Regions from separate parts of the Zea mays genome. Here region 1 is linked to region 2. Evidence: chromatin contacts called from public Hi-C data. All regions are on one chromosome and are shown on one strand. Each heading gives the region's core, a stretch centred on a gene start, on an enhancer-like site or on the middle of the called end of the contact. The rest is flanking DNA. Distances are from core to core; before and after follow the strand shown. Region 1 holds the start of LOC100303840. Region 2 holds the start of LOC100285661 (acyl-coenzyme A oxidase 2).

Region 1 (7,016 bases), core at 1,003-3,502, 540 kb before region 2:
CGTGCACGTACGACGTACGCGCGCGTATCTTCCTGGTATTTTTTTTCCCATATCGGAGAGTCGGAGACATGAGTTCCCGGTGTGTATGATGACGTGAGGCGCGAAAAGACGGTGTGTAGTAGAGTAGTAGATGTAGATGGAGAGGAGTGTGAGTGAGTGAGTGATGCGTCCACAGTGTGTGTGCCCCGTACGGGCTACGGAAGGCACGTCCTCCACAAATGGCTGATCGGCAAGGACGAAGACAAGCACGCCAGGGATGGAGACAGGCACGTCAGGAAAGGAAGCCAACCATCTCTGTATCTCTCACTCGAGTGCGAGAGAAACTCGAAAGCGTGGTCTCCATCGCTGCTGCACGATCGGGAGCACCTGACGATCCTTTTTCTTTTGGAACAATTGGATCTATACCATTAAAAGATCCAAACTTTAGATATATACCATAGACCCCACATGTCATTGACTCATGTGGACCCACATGTAAGTGAGATAGTAATGGTATAGATCCAAAGTGGTGATCTTTTAATGATATGGATCTAAATTTCCCTTTTCTTTTTGTTGGCAAATCAAATGTATGTATATATGAGACAGTATTTAATTTGTCCTTGGTTCCATTGAAAAAAGAAAAAAGAAAAAGAAAGGAAAAGGACGGGAAAAATCCGGCGTCCCGGGGCCATGCATGTTGACCGGTCCACTCAGCAAAGCATCATGCCCGTTTGGCCCGACCGACCCCTCTCTCTCTCTCGGGCACGGCAGCAAGCGCCTTTGGATCTCATGGCTAGCAGCAGTAGCAGCATCACATGGCAGACAGAAGCTGTGCCCGCCCCCCATGCAGATGCAGCTCTCTTTCTTCTTCTTGGACCGGAGAGAACAACGGCTGGTAGGGTAGCTAGCTGCCGTTCCGTGCGAAAGAACTCATTGCGCACGGGCGTCGACACTCGAACTCGATAGGGGGCATAGGGCACGGTGGGGTGGGTATACGCCGCTGTTGTTTTTGACTCGGGCGACGACGGCGTCAGGGCCCGGCCGCGCTCGGGCTGCGCTGTGGCCAGGGTGGCCGACCGCCCGCCCGTCCGTCGCCGCCTTCCCGAGGCGGAGGACGAAGAGCACTGCGCCGCGCCTCTGTAGCCGCGGAGCGAGCGCGGGAGCTGATGCCGCTGGGACGGGACCCCAACCGCCCGCCCGCCCGCCCGGTCCACCACCGCGCCAGACTGCCGCCTCGCTGCCGTGCCAGCTCGGTTCGCGCGCTACAGTGTAAAGCTGACGCCACCCCGCTCTGCTGCTGACCCGCCTCACACGGCCCACGCACTGCGCTGCCCACCCGCGAACCCCACTCCCCCACGTACGGCCGGCCGCGAGCCCCGTCGCGACGCACGGGCCGCCCGCGGCGCTCGTGATCGTGTCGCAGGCTTTGCGACTCGCCACGCGAGGATATCGACCCGACGCGACGGACGGGGCGGGCGGGCCTTTGGATGCGCAAGGGTGCCGCCGGCGCGTCCGTCCGTCCGTGCGGGCGACCTGACCAACCTGCCGCTTTACCTTTGTTGCCCATTTCGAGCCAAAGGTCTGGCTGGGGGTTCCGCGAGCTTTTTGACCTCCCGCACACAGAGACACCAGCTGCTCTGCGGTTCTGCACTGCACCGCCCGTGCGTCTCCCTCCGTGTGCGTGTGCGTGTGGCCTGTGGGGGGCCTGGCCTGGCCGCCTGGGAGGGAAGGGGGTGTCGTGTCCGCCTGCTTCTTGCGGTGTCTGAAGCCTTTGAATATCTGCGTGCCGCCACGCATGCATGACATGAGGTCGCCATGCGGCTTCGCTAGTCAAGTTCACTGTTCGTTCCCTGCAGCTGATTTTCTTAAAAGTAAAAATAAAAAAATTGGGAAGTGACTGTGGCCTAAAACCTGCAGGCTAGCTTGTCATTTCCCCCGATGTCCACGTATCCGCCGAAAAAACATAAAAGAGAAAGACAAGCAAGGCGAGAAAAACTGTCCCCGTGTGGACGAGGAGGAGGACGGAGAGCAAAAGACGCAGCAGCAGCAGCGCAGCGCACCGCCGAGCAGACTCAGAGGCTGCAGGTGTAGAAAAAATGGATGAAAAAAAACGAGGCGTGAACTCCGAACAGCAAAAACCCTGCATACACGCATAGAAAAAACATCAAGTGGGTCCTTTTGCTTGGGGGCGGGCGGCTGCCTACGACCACGCACCGAGGTGGCCAGGCCTCCCCACTCCAGTATATATAACCAACCGGCCGGCCGGCGGGCTATGCTATGCGCTTCCTCCACATACAAGACCACCGCAGATCAAAACACACATCTCTCTCACTCACTCACTCGCCTCACTCCACTGGACATCCATCCATGGAGCTCTTCGCAGCAGCAGCATCAGCCGAGGATCAGAAGCCGTGCAGCAGCAGGCTGTTCAGCAGGAAGAGGAGCGGCGGCAAGGCGGGCATGGGCGTGCGCGGCGCCGACAAGGGCCGGTCGTCCTTCTCCGGGCGGTGCGCGCGGCTCGTCAAGGAGCAGCGCGCGCGGTTCTACATCATGCGCCGCTGCGTCACGATGCTGGTGTGCTGGCGCGAGTACGCCTGACGCCTGAGCCCTCGGTGTCCCTGATGCAATGGCGCCGGACATGATGCGGAGCCGCATGCAGGACGCGAGCAGCAAGCCGAGGGGAGAGGAGGAGGAGGAGGGGAAGCCGCCGCCGCCGCCGAGCAGGTCAAGAGACGCTCGATCCGCCTCCGCGGTCTTAATTAGGGAACCACGAACGAACCTTGTGTAAAGAGAAGATTATTATTTTTTTTATTATTTTCTCTCCTGCTTTAATGCTCTCGTAGTCTTGTTCCTTTAGCACCTCGATCGAGCCTTACGTTCTTCCTTCCGTTCGGTGCGGGGCGGAGATTTGCAGTCTCACGGCGCTTCTGCTGTTCCAATGTAACGTGAGCATCTCTAGTATACAGGAACTGGAGCTGTAGCTGTAGTTTAGCTAGTTGCTTTGCTTGGCGGTGCTGTGGCGTCTGCGCCCCCTTGCCTTGGCGCGGTGCGTGAGAGCCGTCCTCATCGCGCATCGGAGTGCGATTCGACTGCTGCTCCTCTTGCTACTATTTGTTTACATTTTCCTCCCCTCCACTGTGTAATCCGTAATCCTGAAAAGGCGGCCAGAAAGAAAAAAAACACCGCTAGTTCTCGCTGCCAAATGCATGTGCCGGACGACCCGGATCAGCGTTCGTCACTGACCGTAGCATACGACTAGCTGACAGGGTTCTACGGCAAATAGTTACCATACGTAATGGCATAATGTAATGTATTATAACAGTAATTAAGGATGGAAGTTGTATAGGAGGAGCCAAAAGAGGCCGGGAGGCAAGAGTCTGCCTGGCAGGCTGCAGCACGACCATTCCGCGCCGGCCGGGACCGGGAAAGACGTTGCTGCTGGCGTGGCGGACTCCCGAGGCCGGCCGGGGTGCTGACGCGCTGCATAATTTACTCCCAAAACGACGCCTCCGTATCTGAGCGCACCTGTGCCGGCCGGCTGTAGGCTGTGCCCTGCACGCCACCGCCTCCTCCCACTTGCTGCTCCAATTGGTACAAGGCCCCCCATTCATCTGCCACGTCTAGTTACGATACATGTAGGAGTACACTGGAAGGCTAGCTACGACGACAGGCCGACCGCTACTCTACCGACTACAAGCATCGTCCCAACGAACTGTTAGCATTAACCGGAGTAGTACGTAATAAGCGTCATCCTTGTATCTGGAATGACAGGAGAGGGAGGGCCTAGCTCTGCTCTGACCTAGCATGCCTTATAGTAAGTAGATCACACGCCCTGCCACGCATATTCGCCTGCCCATGCTTCCTCTCGCCCCCTTTAACCTGTTTGGCATGGCTCCAGAGCAAAACTCCAAGGAGGAGCTGGCCAGAGCATGCCAAACACCCTAACTCCAGAGTTGTAAACTCTATGGAGTTTTTGGAGCTGCAGTACAATTTTTTGGAGTACCTCTTTTGCTGCTCTGAAAACTCCAAAAAAGCAACCTAGTCATGGAGTTTTGAGTTATTTACCCGCCATTGCCACTGGTTATGAGAAACAATCTAAACTCTGGAGCAGAGCTGCTCCACCCAGAGTTTTAGAGTAGAGCTGCTCTGGGGTGGAGCAGATCCATGCCAAACATAACACGCTGCTGCTCTCACGCCGGAGCCGGAGGCGGGGCTTTTGCTTCAGCGGTCGTCCATCGGCGCTGAAGATGCCAGGGACCCATGCATGCTCTCGCCCCCGCTGCCACGCTACGCTACTAACGCTTGCGCTGCATATGCAGCAGGATCGTCGGCTGCACCGGCGCGCCGCAGTGTGGTCCTGCTGCGATCCGCCGCCTATGGAGGTGGAGCGAGGCAGCGAGTCCTCCTCTCCTCTCTTCGCGCACTGTATCGATGCAATGCAAAAGCCCGCAGCAGAGCCCGGCACGGCCGCCGCCTGCATGTATACATACATACGGCTTCTGGATGGATGCCCTGCCCTCTGCGCCCTGTACCGCAAAGCCGCCCCTTCCGGAGAGTTCATCCATATCCGACATGGACGGCTGTCTGGGCGCCAAATATATATATAGATATGGTACTATTTTTTTTAAACGAAGAGTTTCGAGGAGGACGGACATCATTTCCTGACCTGACCACACCATTCGTGTACGTGAACAAATAAATATTCTGGCTTTGATCGTCTGTTTCAGTCTATGTGCAGCATAGAAATCCTCGAGCATATACTTGAATCTTTTGTGGCTTCATACTGAGGCTGAGGCAAACTGAAGAAGTACACGTCAGTGTTTCACTCCTGACCGACAACAAAAAATGGTTGCTAGCCGTTGCTGACACTAGTAGGGATTTAACCGTGGATGGTGGTACAGTGCTCTTAAGACGTACGGTGACCAGGAAAGCAAAGGCGGGCGCTGTTGCACCTTCAGACCATCCCTTCCCCTTGTCAAGGGTATCTCTGCTGCCTCTTGCTGTAGCCAGCAGTAACCTGTGCTGCCCAAGCGCTGTTCCCAGTCTCTGAAATGCTTAGCGCGCAATCATAGGTTTATGCAGTTCCAAAGGACTGTTGGTCTCTGAAATGCTTAGCCAGCAGTAACCTGTTGCGCTGTTCCCTGATGCCAGGCTACTTACTACTGGTCCAAGCACAGCCTGCCATCGCCTGTAAGCTGGGAGGGAGGAGACTGGAAGCTCAGGAGAGATAGAGGGCGGGTACCGAGAAGGGAGATAGGAAGCTCAGGAGAGATGCGGCCGGGGTAACAGGATAAGAGAACTTGTTCGGACTAATGTTAGCATACAAGTTCAGTGATCTAGATGATACCACCCCTAGCTCTTTGTTCCTGACCAATACGAGTATGGACTACTGTCTCCGAACGTAACGCAAAGAGCAGAACGAAACCATGCAGTGGATGAATCTTCCAAAAGTGCTCTGCTTATACCTGTTTTTCAATAGCATTTTATCCGCTAGAAATTCTCAACGGCCTATGCGTGCCTTCACAGTAAAGAGGCATACGCTGCTGGTCAACAGAGGTACTGCTTTACGGTCTGCGCCGGGCCTCCGAGTATGCGTGCAGACTATTCTGCCTCTCGCTCAGGGTTTCAGCCAATGCAGGAAGTGATTCGCTAGCCCAGCCTTGCATTGACTGTCTATAATGCTGTGCCAGACGATTACTACTCTGCAGGGTCATTCCCAAGGTTCGTAGCCAGACGACCTCTTGATCAGCTGTGTAATCAGGAACATGCAGGAATCCAGATTCCAGGCGAGGCGGCAGAGATAACGAGTAACGCGTGCTGGTACAGCTCACAAAACAAATAGGATACACCCATATGTGCAAACAGCTATATCCACGTGTATTTCTCAACAAGTGTATACATAAAATAGTATTTGGTTGATTGGTCCTTAACACTCATTACTCCTATGTACTATCTGACAAAACAATACACGAGCTGACGAGCTTTCACGACAAAAAAAAACCAGTTTGGACATAATTTTACAACAGAACAACCACGAGTACATCTTTCCTTTTCTTTCCGTTTTTTTTAGTGTGTGTTAATACAGCCCACTCTAGTCTACTACACAAGCAATAATTACTTATTTGATCAAGAATGTCCCCAAAAAGAGAGAAAAATCTAAGTATGTCAGCATCTCTAAAAATTCCTAATGACAGATTCTAGGAGGCTTTAGGATTTGATGTATGTAGCAGTATCCTAAACACGCTGGATTTGATGTAGCACACCCTTACTACAAAAGTTCAAGCATTGGAAAACACTCTCCTTTTAAGGATACACAAACGCTTTGGTTAAATGCTAAAAATCAGAACTGTGAAGAATAGCAAACCTAGCACTTTGTGTGGGCACCTGAGTTTCTTTTGCGATTTAGCAGATACTCCCTCCGTTTCTTTTTAGTTGTCGCTGGATAGTTCAATTTTGCACTATCCAGCGACAACTAAAAAGAAACGGAGGGAGTATCCAACATGAGTGTACCCCTATATGGTGTGCATCACATTGCTGAAGTTGATAGTGGAGTGTCATATGATGTGCGGAAACGAACACCATTTCCGATGTTCCTTGATATTGGGCACAGCCAGCACAACATGTTAGGACCTAGCACCTGTATAAGAAAAACAACAAAATGTTGGAAGGTCCTTGGTAATAATTGGTCACCTCCTGTATTTAAGCAATGAACCCAGAAACAACAATTTCAAGAGAATATATCTATAACATAAGCTTAATACGACAAACCCAGTAATAAAGAAATGGATATGTGAAAAACAACATAAACCACACCAGATAAGACCTGGACTTCAGTTAGTCCTTTGAATAGACAAATATAAAGTCCAATCCATGGGAATGGAGAAGACACGCTAGTGTTATTTCAATCTGGGAAAGGATATTTATGTTTAGTTATTTACATACCAATGCACTTAGGCTGGTCTCTGATTGTATTTTGGCAAAAAATTTAATAATACAAATGAAGAAATGTCCTCACCGAAACTAGGTTCTCATAGATT
Region 2 (7,645 bases), core at 3,248-5,747:
TGGAATTGAATTGGGTTGAATACCAAATCATACATGGTATTGAAATGAGATGTAATTCCAATTCTATTGTTTGGATGTCACTGAATTGGAGTTTGGAATTGTGCGGTCTAATTCCACGCAATACCGTGGGGCGAGGCTTTGTATTGGGAGAGGGGGTTTCTAGTCATAGTCCAATTCCAGGGAATTGGGCCTCTAATTCCAAATCTCAATTCCACGTGCAACCAAACAACATAATTTAGGAAAGCTGTTTCGAATTCTCAATTATGTGCTTCTATTTCTACATCCAAACGAGGTATAAATGACTTGCTTATTAACTTGTATTTTTAGACATCTGAGCCACCAATTCTACCACCTCTGAATGAGATTTATGAAGGGAATATTGCAGGAGATGTTACAGGTTAAATGAAAATTTCTTTTTATCTGATGATTGTCTAGAGTGTTGGTGCCTAGTTTTTAACTCAATACATTCACATGCAGAAGCAGCACTTTTTGATGAGCAACATCTTGATGAGGTTTGTGCTGCAAATATAGAAAGATTTAGACTCCAGAACAAGGGCCGAAGAAATGAAACTTCAACTTGTCGTCTACTTGGGACTTTTTTTCAGAAGGTACCGAACATTGAGATCCCACTATGATGACTAAGACTTTTTTTTTGTGATTATTGTGGGTACTACCTTTCGTTATCTGTATCTTGGTAAAATATGATATTCATGTTTCTTCATGCTTTTTACCTTTTATCTTTGTTTGACTTCACAAGGAGGTGGGTGAAGCAGGTTTTTAGCTCCTAGTGTTTGAATGAAGTGATTCTCTCCCGATTCTTGACATTTTGAGTGTTTAGCTGGTTGAGAGTGATTCTTTTTGGAGAAGCTAAAGTTGGAGCTCTCCCAAACGGCCCCTAAGCTCTTTATCATCAGGCTCCGTTTGGGAGAGCTCTGCTCCCTGATTCGTCACCTTTGCTCCTTAATTCTCTGATGGGGTGATTTGATTGGATTCCTAGGAGGGAGCAAGGTGGTAGCTGATGAAAATTGATTCTCTGTTGGTCCCTACCAGAATATAACAGGGAGCAGAGTGAAACAATTTTTTAGCTCCCAACTTCTAGTGTAAATGGAGAAGTGATTCTCTCCTGCTCCCCACTTGAATCAATTAGCATTTTGAGCGTTTGGCTGGTTGGGCGTGATTCTCTTTGGATAAGTTGAAACTGGAGCTCCCCCAAACAGACCCTTATTACCTTTATGAAGGGTTGAATAAGAGTCTTATCTTTGGAGTGAGCTTGGGAGGCTAAAAAAGTTTAGGCTGTCCGCAGCTGGTCATGTAAAAATAAGGGATTTGCACTATAGTTTACGCTGTTTGCAGAGTGAAGTTTGAAATAGAGGATGAAATAGGGGATGTGATAGGGTAGCTGGCTAGCTGCTGGAAACAGCCTTATAGTTTGGTTTGTTACTGTTGAAATTTTTTTTATTCAGCCTGGGTCTAATTTGGTACTGTAGTGGTTATCCATGCCGCTTTACATTATGTTCTTCAATCCTTGTTGACTTGTGTACGCTCTTAGACCTGATACATTTGAAGTCCTGGATTATTGCAACACCCTGTCTCTGAATAAAATTTAAGTAACTCATTATTTCATCAAATATCTTTTATATTTATAAGTATAGCCCAAAATTTTCCATTATAATGGGTTCAATTTCCCTATGCCAGCTAGATTCTTTAACATAGCATATCGCAACAGCCCATTGAAAGCTAGCTGCCCTATAAAGGTTGTTGGTTTAAAATTTTGGGTCCACTAAGCTAACTTTTAAGTCTGTACTAACCCATGAATTCCACTAATCTTTTTAGGGAATAACACTTTTTGCCAAATGAGCTATTCACATATCATGAGATTATTTTATTTTGATAGGTTAAAGATTTGATGGAACAAAATATGCTTGGGATTTATGACATCTTTTTTCTGACATAGTTGGGGGTATTATATTGTTTATCTGGCTATCAAAAGTGTTACCTATTCAAATGCCAAAATGTATTGCAGCATTAATTTATTTATTAACCTAAGAGAAAGAAATTTAGATGGTTATATCATGTTCTGACCACTGCTTTCATTACTTGCAGTTTGCTCATATCAATGCCTTAACAGATAATGTCATATCTACTTACTCGGGCCAGATTGAGCGAATCCAGAACAACCCAAGTTGGATGAGGAAATCTTACCATTTATTTGTAGGAATGCCTATGCATTTGGTAGTTGTTGCTTATCTTAATTTTAGCCTATGTATTTTACAACTTACATCCCATCTCTTTGCCATCTTTTGTTCAGGTTGAAGATCCTGTAGAGAGACCTGATAATGCCGCTAGAGCAGTTAGTATGAAAGGCCTTGACCTCATTGCTATTGCATTCAATGATGCTTGTCACAAGTTTAAGTCTCTGGAACATATCGATCGGAATGAATTATTGGCACTGTTGTGTACCCCTGTTGTTCGCTTGAAACTTGGTGTGAGAGTCAGAGAGAACTCTTACCCAAAATCTCCAAGGAATAATGTGCATAGCAGGATTAGAGGACAGATGTGGCGTGATCGAGGCCAAGCACCCAGCGCGAGAGGGTTTACTGGAACCAGATCAGTCCATGAAAATCCACTAGCGAACACTACAGCACATGAAACAGCAGTGCAATACCACAACCATGTGCAGCCGACAACAGTTCGGCAAACAGCCATCCGCAATCAAGTAACAAATACTGCAGTGCATCAGACCGCGCCTTACCAGAACCATACTGCTCGACAGGTGTATCCTACTTGGTCCCAGACAGCTGAACCCTACCAGAATCATAATCAGCAGGTATACGCTACTGGGTTTCAAACAGGGCCATACCAAAGCCATAATCAAGTCCATGCTTATAGAGCAGGGTTGCCACCTGGAGGAATATATGAGATCCACAATCAACAGGTGTATAATGCAGGGTTCCAAACCGACGGTCCGCACCAGAATCAGCAGCGGCGAAAGGGATACCCATCAAACCATCAGAATAACAGGCTTTCTGCGACGGCAGCGAGGTACGAGCCCGTTCGTGGACAGTTTAACAACGGATCGACATGGGACTCAAGGTCCCAAGCACCGGGCAGTGCAGCTCTGCGAAGGTAGCCGTCAGCATCTCAGGAGGATAGTAGTAACAGGCAAATCGGCTGGATTTTGACTGCTGGGCAGCTCTTCCTTGTGTAAAAAATTCTAGCACTTCTTTACTGGTGGACAACTCTTCCTTATGTAAAAATTGCTGTTAGCAGTCGGTTCGTAGTATGTGTCAATTAATTTTTTTTAAGGTGTGATTGGGTTTATTTATCGTGTCTCAGAAATTCATCGCCCTTCTCCGTATGCTCACGTATCATGTAAATAAAGTACAATAGCTGGTCCATGACACGCAGAAATATTCATCATGTAAAAAGCTGCCTCACGCCATATATGAGCTTTTAAGATTTTTTAGGAATCAATTGTTTTTTCTCTATTGGCTTAGGTCCACAAAATCCAACAGTCCAACTGTTTTTTTTTTTCACGCGGAAGTAAACAACATATCTTGAAATCTCAATTACAACCCTACTTTCATTCTGCCATACGGAGAATCTAGTAGCACAATAGCACCATGATTGATCCTGGCTGTAAGGATAAAAATCGTCCACGAAAATGATCGGTCATGACCCACCAACAACTCTCAACTAACTGAACAAGTAGCGCAACTGCAAACAAAACTACTCAAGTTTACTCTGTTTCCAGCAGGAATATCTTTTAGTTATGGAAGGAGGACCAGGATACTCGCAGGAAACATGACGGCGGCATCTGAACACACTGAACTTGAGAGCTTTCTCTTCAAACTTAGGGCTTCTTTGGATTGAACGATTATTTCCTGAATCCTGTGTCTTTCCTGCGTTTTTAAACGAAAACTTGTAAAATTCCTATCCTACTCCTGTGAAATTCTTGTGTTCTTAGGATTGCACTTCCCTTTCGGTTGAACTTCGATTGTAACTGGAGAGACAAATAAAGAGTCAAATAGAGAGTAAAAAATAAAGAGTCTCTTAAAGATGCTCTTAGACTAGAAAATCGAACTATATATGAATGAAGCTAGCAACCGACAGTTTTGTTCTAAAAAAATGTTTTAAACTTCTAAAAAAAGATTTGCATCTTGGTATATGCTGTAATTTTTGTTGCTTCTTGACTTGTCAAGGAAAAAAAAAGAGGGCCAGCATGTGATCACCTCAAGAGGAGTGGAGAAAACCCATGAACGACCAAAGGCTTCAACTGACAAGCTTTGTCAAACCGTTCTTCCATAAAAAAAAACTGTTCTCCCCTATCCTCAAAGAAACGTGTGCCGAGATGCAACCTCACGCTGACTCGGCGCATATACTCTGTATCATTGGCGCGATTTCTCGGTTTCTTCTGACACCCGACTTGGATTGTCTCGTTCGTCTTCGTCATCGTCACTCAACAACTCGTCTCATCGCGCCGCATCGTTTACCTCAAGGTTGTTTTGTTGCTTCCTTGTCCCGCTCTCACCAGCAATCCCGTCGATCACCCAGACCTCCACGGCACTGCTCCGTCTCCTCCGTTCCGTTCCGAACCGCAAGCTCCCAACCCTTCCGCGATGGACCTCACCTCGCCGTCGCCCGCGGCGCGCCGCGCCGCCGCCATCGCGCGCCACCTCGCCGCGGCCGCCGCCCCCATCCCGGCGAGCAGCCCCCTGGAACCTTCCTGCTGCCTCAGCTACGTCCCGCCGGAGTCCACGGAGCGGCCGGCGGCGTTTGCGCCGGCCGACCTCAGGCTTCTGCTGGACGGGCACGACCTGCCCACGCGGGACTGGCTCTTCCGCGCCATGGAGGAGAGCCCCCTTTTCCGCAGCCGGAGTTCGCGGACGGGATCCAGGGTGTTCGTGGCGCCGGACTTCAACGACGGCAAGGAAGGGCAGCGGGAGGCCACCATGCGGCGGATCGCGTACCTGAATCGGCGCGGCGTGTTCCGCGGGTGGCTCACCGAGGACGGCGCTGCCGCCGAGCTCCGCAAACTAGCGCTCCTCGACTGCATCGCCATCTATGACCACTCTCTCGCCATCAAGATTGGCGTCCACTTCTTCCTCTGGTAATTTTTGCTGCTAGCTATTTCCAGCGTTATTCTGGGTCCTTCGTATAACTGATTGCTTATGCTTTCTGCCTGCGGTTTAAAAGTTCCATCCGGTGTTTTCGATGCGCTAATTCTTTTGGGTGGTTTGTGTTTTCCCTAAACGGTAGACACGCCCCCAACGGGCTACAGGAAATCTTCAGGTCCTTGAGATAGACAAACCGCAATGAAACAGAAACAAAATGCACACGAAGCCTATTGCTTTGTACTCCCTATACCGAAGCATTTAAAATTTGTCTCAAGTTATAAGGTATTCTAGGTGAATTAACTCTCCCAAAGCACCAACCACATGCGGACCTGCCATTAGTGTGTACCACTAGGTTCAAAATATAGTAAGCACAAGATCTCTCTATAGTTAAGGGAGGGTTATTGGTCATTTGTTTTACTGCATAATCTGTCCTAAAATTTCTACGGTACCTTGTATTTTAGGATGGAGGGAATAATTAATAGTGATGGTGCTGGCGTTGACCAGCTGGAAGCCACGGTTTATGTCAGCACCAGGATGCCTTTCTGTATCATTCTGCTACTAGAATTTATCATCTAGCCGCACACAAGTAAATTTTGGGTGCATGGAATTGTTGCCTGGGCCAGGTAGCTTTTCTAGGGTCCAAAACAAACAGGTCTGTGTCTGAGGTTATAACAGTTTTACAGAGATTTTCAAGACCAGATGATCATTTGGGTCTTTATATTAACTTTGTTTAAAGTGAATGCTTAGCAATGATACTACAGGAATGGTCTTGACTCTTAAAGAAGCCAGCATGTTTTTGTTAGGTTTATTTCCTTTGGTGAGAATGTTCTTGTAGTACAGCAGTAAGCCACTTGTTGTGTAGAGTTTACCAGTGTTGTATGGAGTTCTTTTGTTTGCAATCTTCTCATGTTTAGTTTATTAAATTTCTCTATGTGTTCCAGGGGCAGTGCCATCAAGTTTCTTGGAACAAAGCGCCACCATGACAAGTGGTTGGTTGCCACGGAAAATTATGATATCAAGGGTTGTTTTGCAATGACAGAACTAGGCCATGGAAGCAATGTACGTGCATAGATTTGGGCTAAGCATACTTTTTACGGTATAATCTCACTAACTGTGCTGATTAAGTTCTGTTGCTGTTTCTTTGTTACAAAAGGTGCGAGGAATAGAAACAATAGCAACTTATGATTCAGAAACAAGAGAGTTCATCATAAATACTCCATGTGAATCAGCTCAGAAGTACTGGATTGGTGGAGCTGCCAATGTAAGAATTAAGAAAATGTGTGCATCTGCACTCTGCATTCAGTCACAACTTGCTAAAGATTTCCATGCCCTTTTGCAGCATGCAACACATACAATAGTCTTTTGTCAACTTCATATAAATGGGAGAAATGAAGGAGTTCATGCTTTTGTAGCTCAAATTAGGGATGAAGATGGAACTGTGTTGCCTAATATCCATATAGCTGACTGTGGCCATAAGATTGGACTGAATGGCGTTGATAATGGGCGGATTTGGTGAGTACTTGTATTTTTTTGTATTATTATATACCATGGTTTTTAAAGCGGTAAGGCGAGACAAGGCGTTGGACCACCGCCTGGATGCCTAGGCGACGCCTTAAAAACAGTGTTATATACATCATTTAATGTATATCATATCTTACTTTTTACTTCTATACCAGGTTTCAGAATATACGTGTTCCTCGTGAGAACTTGCTTAATTTGGTTGCTGATGTTTTGCCAGATGGGCGATATGTTAGCATGATAGATAATCCAGATCAGGTCCCTCTATCTCTCTGAATATGTTACCAGGATTTCTTATTCTTCTTTTTCTTAAGAAATGCAATCTTGATTTGCAGAGGTTTGCAGCTTTCCTATCTCCGCTTACACTTGGTCGAGTAAACATTGCAGTTAACTCAGTCTACATTTCAAAGGTGTGTTGCAAGGCATTTTCTTCTCTTGTAAACACAGGAAAAAATGTTTTGCTGATGAATTTAACAAATATAGTCCCCCAATCTTGCAGTAAGTTACTTATCCAATTTAACGAGGCAGTTAATCAAATTTGTCCCAATAAAAGGTAACCGACCAGCTTGACCGAAGTGGAACATCACTCATTTTGGAAAAAGGATAGATAACAAGTTGAATTGCCCCCCCCCCCCCCCCCCCCCCCCAAAAAAAAACCTAGCTGTAGAGAACAGGAAAAACACCACACACCCTTATTGTTGTTGATGAGGATAGTGGAGTTGCCTTCTGTTACAAGAAGAGTACAATACAAGATATATACAGCTCTATCTCTAACACTAGCACATTTGAAGAACCAATGGGCGACTTGATTGTTTATTTGAAGGAACTGATTCAACTTCCTGTCAGCAAAGATAGGTTGATTTGTTAAAGAAATAACTTGGGCAAGTTTGACCCTTTACTGAGGAATGTGCCTTGTGTTCATTGTTGAAGTATGGATATAAATGTATTGGAAATAATGACATGTTCTTTACTTTCCATGGATACAGGTCAGCCTAGCAATTGCTGTGAGA

The links. A called contact is a pair of places that touch in the nucleus more often than the background predicts.
Region 1: a Hi-C map of bundle sheath shows a contact between it and region 2, with 2.2 times the contacts expected there. The contact joins the promoter of LOC100303840 here to the promoter of LOC100285661 in region 2. A contact is called at or near these places in 3 of 25 Hi-C or Micro-C datasets (bundle sheath, ear and tassel).

What each region holds. Positions count from the first base shown.
Region 1 is chr3:185,583,676-185,590,691 of Zm-B73-REFERENCE-NAM-5.0, reverse strand. It overlaps LOC100303840, which reads left to right and starts at 2,252. Exons shown (of 1, transcript NM_001364561.1): 1 at 2,252-3,182. The coding sequence starts at 2,257. The coding sequence ends at 2,577. LOC100273154 (putative protein S-acyltransferase 16) reads right to left here. Exons shown (of 6, transcript NM_001147600.1): 6 at 5,835-6,391. The coding sequence ends at 6,344.
Region 2 is chr3:185,042,948-185,050,592 of Zm-B73-REFERENCE-NAM-5.0, reverse strand. LOC100285661 (acyl-coenzyme A oxidase 2) reads left to right here and starts at 4,497. Exons shown (of 13, transcript NM_001158552.1): 1 at 4,497-5,110; 2 at 6,059-6,176; 3 at 6,271-6,378; 4 at 6,457-6,629; 5 at 6,794-6,893; 6 at 6,971-7,045; 7 at 7,622-7,645. The coding sequence starts at 4,620. LOC100383526 (Protein HESO1) reads left to right here. Exons shown (of 9, transcript NM_001176174.1): 6 at 328-397; 7 at 478-608; 8 at 2,104-2,211; 9 at 2,309-3,268. The coding sequence ends at 3,130. LOC103651016 (a long non-coding RNA gene) reads right to left here and starts at 4,331. Exons shown (of 2, transcript XR_564529.3): 1 at 4,233-4,331; 2 at 3,556-4,003.